3 separate regions of the Zea mays genome follow, and all the other regions are linked to region 2. The links are chromatin contacts, called in public Hi-C maps. All regions are on one chromosome and are shown on one strand. Each heading gives the region's core, a stretch centred on a gene start, on an enhancer-like site or on the middle of the called end of the contact. The rest is flanking DNA. Distances are from core to core; before and after follow the strand shown.

Region 1 (3,476 bases), core at 259-2,758, 170 kb after region 2:
AGAGGAGACAAAGGCACAGCGGCACGTGACACGTGATGCGACTTGCGAGCAGCAGTGCAGCCCGCTTTTTTTCTTCTCTCGCCGAAAAGGGAGCAAAAAGAAAGACGAAAAGAGTAGGAAAAGCGGGGGCTGGTGGCCGCCCCTTTGCGCTCCGCTTTTCGCAAGATTCGCCCACGGCATGCCGCCCCGGCGCTGACGTCACACGCGCGGCCTCCCAGCCACGAAAACTCGTGGCTGTCGGGCGCCCGCGCCGCTGACCTGGACGCCAGCTGCCCCCCGCGCACGGCGTCACCCGATCGCAGACCGGATCGTGCGCCGCAGTCGTTTTCGCGTTGCGTGCCCCCAGAGAAAGTGCCAAGTCGCATATACACCCCTGGACCCTGGAGAATTTTTGTAACGGCCTAGTTTTCTTTTGTTTGTTGTTGTTTTGTACAAGGGTTTTTATTTGTTGCTGTTGTATTTTTGTATTACAAATGCATGCCAAAGCTGTTTCTTTTTCTAAAGATCCATGCCAAAGCTATTACCGTCTGATTTACCATACCCGACTCTCTACTACGTCATTTTGGATTTGTCTTAACTTTAACTTTTCTAAACTCCTATAATTTCCAGGAAAAGGTACGTACCATCATATGCAAGCATCTTAGTTTTTTTTTTCTAAATTCTTGGGTCGAACATGTTGATTTTTTCTTTTAAAAAAAGTTGAAGTGATTTTTTAGAAGATCTAGTGTTAAGCAAGTACATGAATAAACACAAGCATAAAAATAACTTCTCAACCTTTAGCTATCCCAGTTTCCCGATTCCCGATCCTAGACTACAAAACCGGGCCGAACATTTAAAAAATACCTCCTATATTTGTGGTATTTAGTTTTTTTATGATTTCAGACTTCACTCTTGTATACAGACTAGTATAAGTAAATTATTGTTTTTTTATAATTTGTTGCATCATAATAAATCAATATTTATCCTTATCTGACTATAGAAATAATGTTAACAATCTTTAATTTATGCCAACATGGATCAGACTTTTTCTGGTTTATAGTTGTGTTTAACTATTTTTTATTTCCTGGAACAAATTTATGCCTATATAAATTGCAACAAACCAGATGCACAATTAACATGTATGCAATAACAGTTGTCTAAAAGAAAACTAAAATTCATACGCATGTGTTTTAGTAACCCCTCTAAAAAAGCTTACTAACTATTCAAACCTAATCCCGCAACAACTCTCCCTCGGTTTTCCATCGTGTGGCACAATTTTGAAAATCGATCAACCTCGAGAGATGAAGATTGAGAAAATAGATATTCTATCTATTTTTTTTATTTGTTATGTTTTAGTTAAAAATAAACTAGTCGACGACAAATATTCGAAAACGAAGGTAGTATTATACAGACAGTAAAGGAATTCTGAAGTTTGAGCTATGTTTAAATTTGAATGGAAAATTGTTTAAGCTAGATTTGAAAGGATCATTAGATCTCTCGTACCATGTCAGAATATCAATTTTTGCATTTCTGTGGGGATGTATTTGCAACTCCTCACGAGCTTTTGGTTCGGAGCCTCGGAGGAAACGCTTTTAAGGCTAGTACCCCATCTCAAATTCCTCTGTTTTCCCCCAATTCCGCAACACCCCGCTACTATATCCATTACTGCCTCAGCCTGTCTCTCTCCTCCAGCTTGGTTCCTTCCTCTCGCCGCTTCGAGAGCGCGTAGTCAGCAGCGGCTTGCGTTCCTGTCGGTCTCGCAGGCGGGAGCAGAGCAGGACGAGGATGTCGGATCAGAAGGATCCTGGGATCAAGCTCTTCGGCCGGGTGATCCCGTGGGGGCCTGAAACCGCCCCGGGAACCACGGAAGTGGAGGACCCGCCGCAGGATGAGCTGCAGCCACGGGCGCCGGAGGTTGCCGCGGCGGTGGATGAGGTTAGTTTAGTATACTCGATTGCACTTTGTCACTCCAGCGAGTGGCAGACTTGTCATGTCGCTGCAGGCGATTCGATTATGTGATCGGCGGTTCAATTTCAGTTACGCGCTCTTTTTAACTTTACTTTTCCGTTTTAAATTTAGTGTCGGGAATCTCGTCTGAGGTTGTTTAGAATTTGGAAGCGCAAGCTAAAAATAGAGCGAGATCGTGTGTGTGTGGGCGCTACGAGGTACAGGCCGATCAAGATCAGGGCAAGTTCGATTAGGATTTATGAATGGATGGATAGACCTAAAAAAGTCCATGAGGGCATGTTCGGTTTGAGGAGGTTTAAGGGGTATTGGAGCGGATTAAATCCTCTCCTATTTAGATTTAGATTTGTATAGAAGGGGATTAAATCTCTTTTAATCCCCTCAATCCACTTCTAACCGAACAATTCCTGAATGGGTTAGAATAGCGTCCCCCACGCCCCACCAAAAAAAACCCGCCCGTACACAGTTTATGCTTGGAAGTTTGGAGTCTGGACCACTTTTATCTCTCTCTCGTTTTGACGTGATGGATGCATCACGAGTAAGAACAGTTATAATAATAAACACTAAACAAACTAATGTTGAGATGGAAGAGCGAGAAAAGAAGAGAGAAGAAACGGACTATAAACTTATCATTAACTTAGACAAAGGGATAAAAAAATTATGATAGACATGTGGCCTATATGTTACTAGTGAAGAACTAACTACTCCCTCCGTTTCTTTTTAGTTGTCGCTGGATAGTTCAATTTTACACTATCCAGCGACAACTAAAACGAAACGAAAGGAGTACTATACAAGTAGGCTAAGTGATAAGTTGCAATGATCCGTACCACTATCATTTAGCTATATTATTAGTCTTGCTCTAAGAAAGTCTCCAAGGATGTTATGTAAAGAATCATCTTCGACAACGACCTCTGAATACCGAAGAGGACACTCCTTTATCCTCGATATACACAGAGACTCTCTCTTCTTTTCTCTAATCATTTTTATAATTTAGACTGCGAATCAAACAAAACTAAAGTATATATAAAGTATTTGAGGACACACAAATATGTGCGTACAAAAATCTAAAGCAAAATACGTCATATTTGATATATGGAGGACGAGATATAAAAGTTGTTGAAAAGAAAGATATAGAGAGAATAATCTTTTAGAGGATACGATTTTTTTTTAACAAAAATAGAGATATAGACAACACTGAGAAGCACACACGATTCCAGCGTCTAGGTAAACACCGATCCTCCATGACCATGACACACGATTCCACAGTACCTCTTGCAGATGCGAAGCCCACACTGAAGCACGCGTTGTGGGGCAGATGGGGCAGCCCATGCCACAGTAGCAATAGGCATATTTGGTAGGGCGTTGTCCTCCTCGCTTTGCTTCCTCAAAGTGGTTATTGCTAACGAGTCCAAATGTAGAAATCAGTGCAACGTGTAGCTTCCTTTTGGGGTGGAGTGGTCCTTTCCTTCCATTCCGTGGACCATGGCCTTGTCGCTTTTCATCCTGAAACAAAAGAGGTCTTGATTCCTTCA
Region 2 (3,056 bases), core at 174-2,673:
TGCAATCAAACTATCCAGAGCATCCAATCTAGATCCAACGGTTTCATATGGAAGGGGTTAAAAATAAAATAGGTATTATGTTTTAGGTGGAAGGGGTTAAATATAAAATAACAGTTCATTAGATCTAGATCGGATGCACCAGATCGTTTGATTGCATGATTGCACCAGGATAAATGATTGCATAGGATATTTTCCCCATAAACACACCGTGTTCCGTTGGAAAAATATCCTTGTATTGCTTGCTTAGAGGACATAGTAGTTGAATACCCAACCACGTCCTCATAACCTGGCCCCCCGGTGCACGGCCAAGATTATGTTCGCCGCGCGGCAGCATCCTCACGCGAGCCGTGACATACGCGCCAACGGACCACCGCCTGAGACCAGCAGTCCAGCACTCACCAGCCTCCGTCTCCACGCGCCCGGGCGGTGAGCCGGCGACCTTCCACCGTCTCTCACGAACATATGTTTGTAACAGTTTCATCGTCTGAAAACAACATTAGTCGAACAGTCTACGTGTATAAATATGTTGTTCGTTTCGGATTAAAACCAGCAGCTGCAATCTATAAAGATAAAAACACTGTAAAAAAACATAAGGAAAAAATTCGAATTTACTAAAAAAGCAAATTTAAAGACATTTATTATTTTAATGAAGCTCCTTCGATACGCTAACCTCAATTTAATAGAATGAAGAAAAAATTAACCACCACTGCCATCTAAGTAGTATTATGTACAGTTCCGTTATTTTTTTTCTTCCTCATTGTTTCTTCTCTCCACTATCCACATCCTCGGGCGGCCACACGTCACCGGTCGTCCTTGATCGGCCACGCCCTACCCTGGGAGGTCGTGCGTCGTCGTCATCCCTGTGTCCTCAAGCGTGCCCAACATCGCTCTACCGTTCACCTCTTGTTGATTGTCTGACAGGCTCACCGCGCCTTGACAGTGCGTCGTGACTTTCTGAATGTTTTTTTTTCGTTTTAGCTAGTGAAGAAGGAAGAAACAAGATGTGGGGTCCATCTTAAAGCTAAAATATATAATTCTAATATAATTGTCCTTGCATAAATCTGAAACTGTTATATTTATCAAATAGTTCTACAATAGATATCAGATTCACTGTTGGAGCTGCTACATATTAAATTGTAAATCCAGATTTAATTTTGCAGATCTATTTTTTTTCAGAGATCCAAACATACGGTACCCTTTATTTCCTTTCATTTCCTTTTCTTTTCTTTTCCACACCCTTTTCCCGATTCCTTTCCGCCCCGCCCCGCCCCGCGCAGTCGCCCTCCCCACCCCACCCACCCACCCCACCCCACCCGGTCCCCACTTTCCACTCCCAACCCCACCAGACCTTCAACCGCTACATTTCCGTCACTACCGGAGCCGCCACTCCCACGAACGCGGGCGGCGGAACGGAAGCGAACCAGGTTCGTGCCTCTATCTCCCACCCTTCATTCCTTCGTACCGCCTCGCCGTTCTCGGAGATCGGGGTCCGGCCACTGCGAATTCCCGGTTGTTGTCGGGTTGGGGTTTGGGCGCCGTGTTTGGCGGGTGAGATTAGATTCCTGCTCCTGGCCGCTTCACTTCTTCCTTAGAAGATCGCTCGGGGTTGGGTTCATCTGGATGTGAGGTGATGAGGTGAGGCTTCGATCCGTTCCTCCTCTAGCTCCGGTGGTTGGTCGTGCTGGCTCTCGGAAGATGGGAGCTGCACAACCGCGTGGCGTCAACTTGACCTCGACCTGGCGGTGTGAAGCGCGTCCAGATCCGATCCTACCTCGTGAGAGGGCCAACAGCTTGTACGTCGGCCGATTTACACTACCCCCTGACAGTGTTACGATTTTGCGATCGTTGCATTCACATCGTGATGGCTGCTGCTCTGTCAGTCCACTCCCATACGTCATGGATGCTATCGACTCCTCACTAGAATTTAGTGGCCTGCCGGTCTGCCCTAGAGGGTTGTTTAGCATGACTCTTCTCCACTCTACGCAGCTCTGCTACAAAACCTCTGGGTGGAGCAGCTCTACCCAGAATCTAGTTCATTTCTCATAACCAGCGACAGTGGTGGGTAAACATATTCAAACTCTATGTCTAGGTTGTGTTTTAAGGATTTCAGAGAAGCAAAGGAGGTTTGCAATTCTGGATTCAAAGTGTCTAGCTGGCTCTGACCAGCTCTCCCTCGGAGTTTTGCTCTGGAGCATGCCAAACACCCTTTTAATGGCCTCCCCATTTTGAAGCTTTCGATGTTTGATGGCCCAATCTTGGCATTGAATCAATTATCAGCTGGAGGCCATGAGGGCAAGGCTATATAGATCTTTGCGTTATGTTATTTACCTGAATGCCACCGCTCTAATAGTTCTGTTAAGTTTTGATTATGTTATTTTGGTAGCTTTTCTTTTTGACTTTTTGCAGAGTAGACGATTGAAATTGGTTTATGTATGTTCATTCTTCTAATTGCATTTATGCACGGGTTGCAGTTATCTAGTGGAGTTGCCTCCTTCAAGCTACTCTAATGTCCTTTCTATTCAAGTCTAGCAATGGCGGCACCACTGAAAAAATCCCATCCCCAGAAGAACAGCGAGAAAAAGTAAGAACAACCTTACCTAGACATCTCTGCTGGGATTTAGTTAAGCACTTTCTAGTAAGTTCTAACTTGCTGCACTGTGTCTCTGTGAGCAGATAAATGAATTACGCAAGGAGCTTGGTGAACACTCATCAGCAGCCATTAAAGACTTCCTTTCAGATGCCTCGTTAGCGAGATTTCTTCGAGCAAGGAACTGGAATGTGCAGAAAGCTAGTAAAATGATGAAAGCAGCTGTGAAGTGGCGGCTTGCATTCAAACCTGAAAACATCTGTTGGGTATGTTGGTTTTAATTAAAGATAACCTGATTACAGGCACTACATAGATCAATACATTCAAACTTTAGTGAGAAATAGCCAGGTAGGGGGTCCTTTTAGCTCAGGCCCTGTTCCAAACTTCTAAAACGAACAACTAGCAGCTAAAATTACCTGAGAGGTTTAGAATGGGTTAACTAATGGACCAGCTAATTGCTAGCTACAAT
Region 3 (3,145 bases), core at 78-2,577, 260 kb before region 2:
AAATCCATCAGAAGTAAACATCAATCAATCCATCGAACTAATAAAAGCATAAGCAGGTCCTTTTCTGAGCATTATTCCTTTATCTGAGCCCGAAGTAAACATCTAGCACAAAAATCCTTGATCTGTGCAGGATGTCCATCTAAAGTACTGTAACAAAAGACAGACTACAAGAGCATGATGCCCCAGCTTAACATGCACTGTTACAGAAACGGATCACAAAACTGTGACTGTTAGATGTTATACCTATTATACAACCCAATTAAGGGGGTGTTTGGTTTCTAGGGACTAATGTTTAGTCCCTTCATTTTGTTCCATTTTAGTATATAAATTGACAAATATAGAAACTAAAATAGAGTTTTAGTTTCTATATTTGATAATTTTGTAACTAAAGTGGAATAAAATGTAGGGACTAAAAATTAGTCCCTAGAAACCAAACACCCCCTAAATGGTTCGCAGGTAAAATGTAAAGGGGTTGTCAACTAAAACTTCAATTTCATATGCAATAGTTAATTAGTTATAAAGTCTAAACAATGCAGAGATACATTGACCCAACCAAGTTAATTTACTTAGGCGGTCTCCAACCAATTTAATAGAGGGAAGAGGGAGGTATTTAAATATGAATAGAGAATGTGAATAGGGGGATTTGAGAGGGGGAATGGTTGGATTCAGCCTTAGAGCTCCACAAAATCTAAATAACGAAAACATATATTTATAATCCATCCAGCTAACTTGGTTCACTGTGACCTCTACAACTGCAAACCCTAGCTCCCGCACGACCCTCCTTTGAACCCTAAACGCAGATCGCACCTGCTAACATCGACGAAGCTGCAACCTTATGCTAAGCCCCTAACATCCGCGGAGAAAACGTAATGGGTTCGAGCTACTCCCCAATATACCTTTGGGGCTAAGAAATCTCTGCAACTGTACCTCGAATCCGGCGGTGGGAACAGGGGGCAGGTCCCGGAGGAAGTCTGCAGGCTTGCGCTTCCCTCGGCGCATCTCCTCCTCGACGAGGCGATCGACCTCCCGCTTCACCGCCGCATCGCCGTAGTCGCCGTCGATGTAGGGCAGCGCGTCAATGGCCTCCGCGTCCGGCACCGCGCGCCAGGGCCCCGCAGCGGGGTCGGACGGCGGAGGCGCCTCAAGCATGAGAACCTCTCTCGTCGCCGACGAGGCCATCGCGTCAGGCTGTAGCGGCGCAGTCGAGAGTCGAGACTCGAGAGAGAGAGGGAAGCAGTCGCGTAGGCCGGCGCGGAGGAGGAAGCGGAGGTGGGATGGCCGGATGGAGATGGAGGAAACGCGGCGCACGTGGGCCGTTTGGCGTTTTGGATTGAGCACGGTTCGAAAGGCCCGTGTCTACTGTTTTTTTTTTCTCTCTAGGGAGAGAACCCGTCAGCACTCTATTGAACCATTGAACTGGTGTGAATGAACATTCTTTTTTTGTTGAAAGCTAGAAACGAGATATCCATGCATCACATCGTTTCTATCTGATATCTCCATTGTATATTTGTCGTTAAAACTGAAACCTATCCATTAACTTACTTCAGGTTTGTTTCAACTCATTGATTATATAATTGTTGGCACAGATCTGAGTGCTAATCAATGGGATTTGTTTCGCTTGACTCTCTGCGGCGGTGCGGACGGTCCACGACCTGACGGCAGGAGCAGGTTTCGCTGCATCGAGTCGGACGATCCACGTGTGCGCAGGAGCGTGGCGTTCGCTAACAGCACCTAGACCTCGCCTACTGGGAGGGACCCGTCAGAGAGGACTGATACTAGGGTTTATCTTGGGGTCGGCAGGCCACCTAAGATGCCTTCAGATGACGTAGAGTCAAAGAGATGTGAGGATTGAGATAAATAAGACTACGTTACTGGCTACTTCTAGGGCAAAAAGTAAAGGAACGGAAGATATATTGATTTGATTCGATTGTTAGTGTCTACAATCGATCGTATACCTTCATAAATATAAGGGATGTCTAGACTCATTCCTACGCGTTCGCCAACAGAATCCACGGTTTTAAATGGATAAACACGCACGGAAAAAGGGCTTATCCGCCTCATCTAACCTAACCATGGATCATCTGTGTCTATGAGCGGACCATTCGCGGCCCGAATGTCCAGCTACAAAGTCAGACCATTTGACCTCTCCAGGGGGCACATATGGTGCTCAACACATGAACCCTACCTTTTGGAAAAGCTGAGTGAACCAAAAGCATATGATACAAGGCATTATCAACCTAATGTGTAAACATATATGCATGTAGCATCCCAAAAATTCAAATCTTGGAATTTTCTCAAACTTGCTCTAAATTCAAAATGAATTTCAAATTTCATTTTAAAATGTTTGTTTGCAAGTTGATATCATCAAATAAAATATAGTGGTCTATATTGTCTCTAAAATCCTCCTCAAAATATCCTACAAATATTTCCCCGGTGATCACCCTCAAACTCTTTCAGAAATACTGCCCAAATATTCCACCGATATATCTCCAAGTATTTTCTTCCTGAGAAATACCTTCAGAATCATTTTTGAAGTCCCTACAAATATTTTCTTCATAACTTTCCTCATGCTCACACGTATATGTATGCCTCCGGTGTCATACATTGAGCTCTACAAGCTAATTACACTCATATAAGACAAATCCATGCTAATCTCCCACTAATCCTCTCATCCTCCCACTAATCCTCTCATCCTCCCACTAATCCTCTCATCCCTCCCCCTAATCCCCCCACCATGGCTATAAAAAGAGGGGCAAGGGCCTCCTCTCATCCCACCCCAAGCCATTTCATGGCAACTCCCTCCCTCCCCCCCACACCCACACGCCCACTCCCACTCCACCTCCCACACAAGCACCCACTAGCACAAGGATCGTTCGATCGTTCGTCCCCCTGTTCTTAGTTTGTTCGTTCGTTCGTCCGATCGTTCATGGTTCGTTCGTCCGTTCGATCGATCGTTCGTCCGTTCGTTCGTCCAAATAATCTTTTTCATGCCGTTATGCTGCCGAAATTTTGATCGTTCGTTCGTCTGATCATTCGATCGTTCGTCCGTTTGTTCGTCCAAATAATCTTTTTCCTGCCGTTATGCTGCCGAAATTCCGATCGTTCATCGTTCGTTCATAGTTCCTATTCATCGTTCGTTCATAGT

Evidence for each region. Hi-C and Micro-C count contacts between places; a contact is called where the count stands out from the background.
Region 1: a contact with region 2 is called in a Hi-C map of tassel, with 3 times the contacts expected there. The contact joins the promoter of LOC100275712 here to the promoter of LOC100276317 in region 2. A contact is called at or near these places in 6 of 25 Hi-C or Micro-C datasets (bundle sheath, endosperm, leaf and 2 more) and 1 of 3 datasets of contacts at active chromatin or transcription factors (leaf).
Region 3: a Hi-C map of endosperm shows a contact between it and region 2, with 3 times the contacts expected there. The contact joins the promoter of LOC100284614 here to the promoter of LOC100276317 in region 2. A contact is called at or near these places in 4 of 25 Hi-C or Micro-C datasets (ear, endosperm, leaf and 1 more) and 1 of 3 datasets of contacts at active chromatin or transcription factors (leaf).

The regions. Positions count from the first base shown.
Region 1 is chr3:40,535,223-40,538,698 of Zm-B73-REFERENCE-NAM-5.0, forward strand. LOC100275712 (cyclic dof factor 2) reads left to right here and starts at 1,509. Exons shown (of 2, transcript XM_020549614.3): 1 at 1,509-1,914. The coding sequence starts at 1,765.
Region 2 is chr3:40,363,320-40,366,375 of Zm-B73-REFERENCE-NAM-5.0, forward strand. It overlaps LOC100276317, which reads left to right and starts at 1,424. Exons shown (of 6, transcript NM_001150133.1): 1 at 1,424-1,548; 2 at 2,472-2,581; 3 at 2,674-2,853. The coding sequence starts at 2,507.
Region 3 is chr3:40,108,289-40,111,433 of Zm-B73-REFERENCE-NAM-5.0, forward strand. LOC100284614 (BCAS2 protein) reads right to left here and starts at 1,328. Exons shown (of 7, transcript NM_001317967.1): 1 at 928-1,328. The coding sequence starts at 1,179.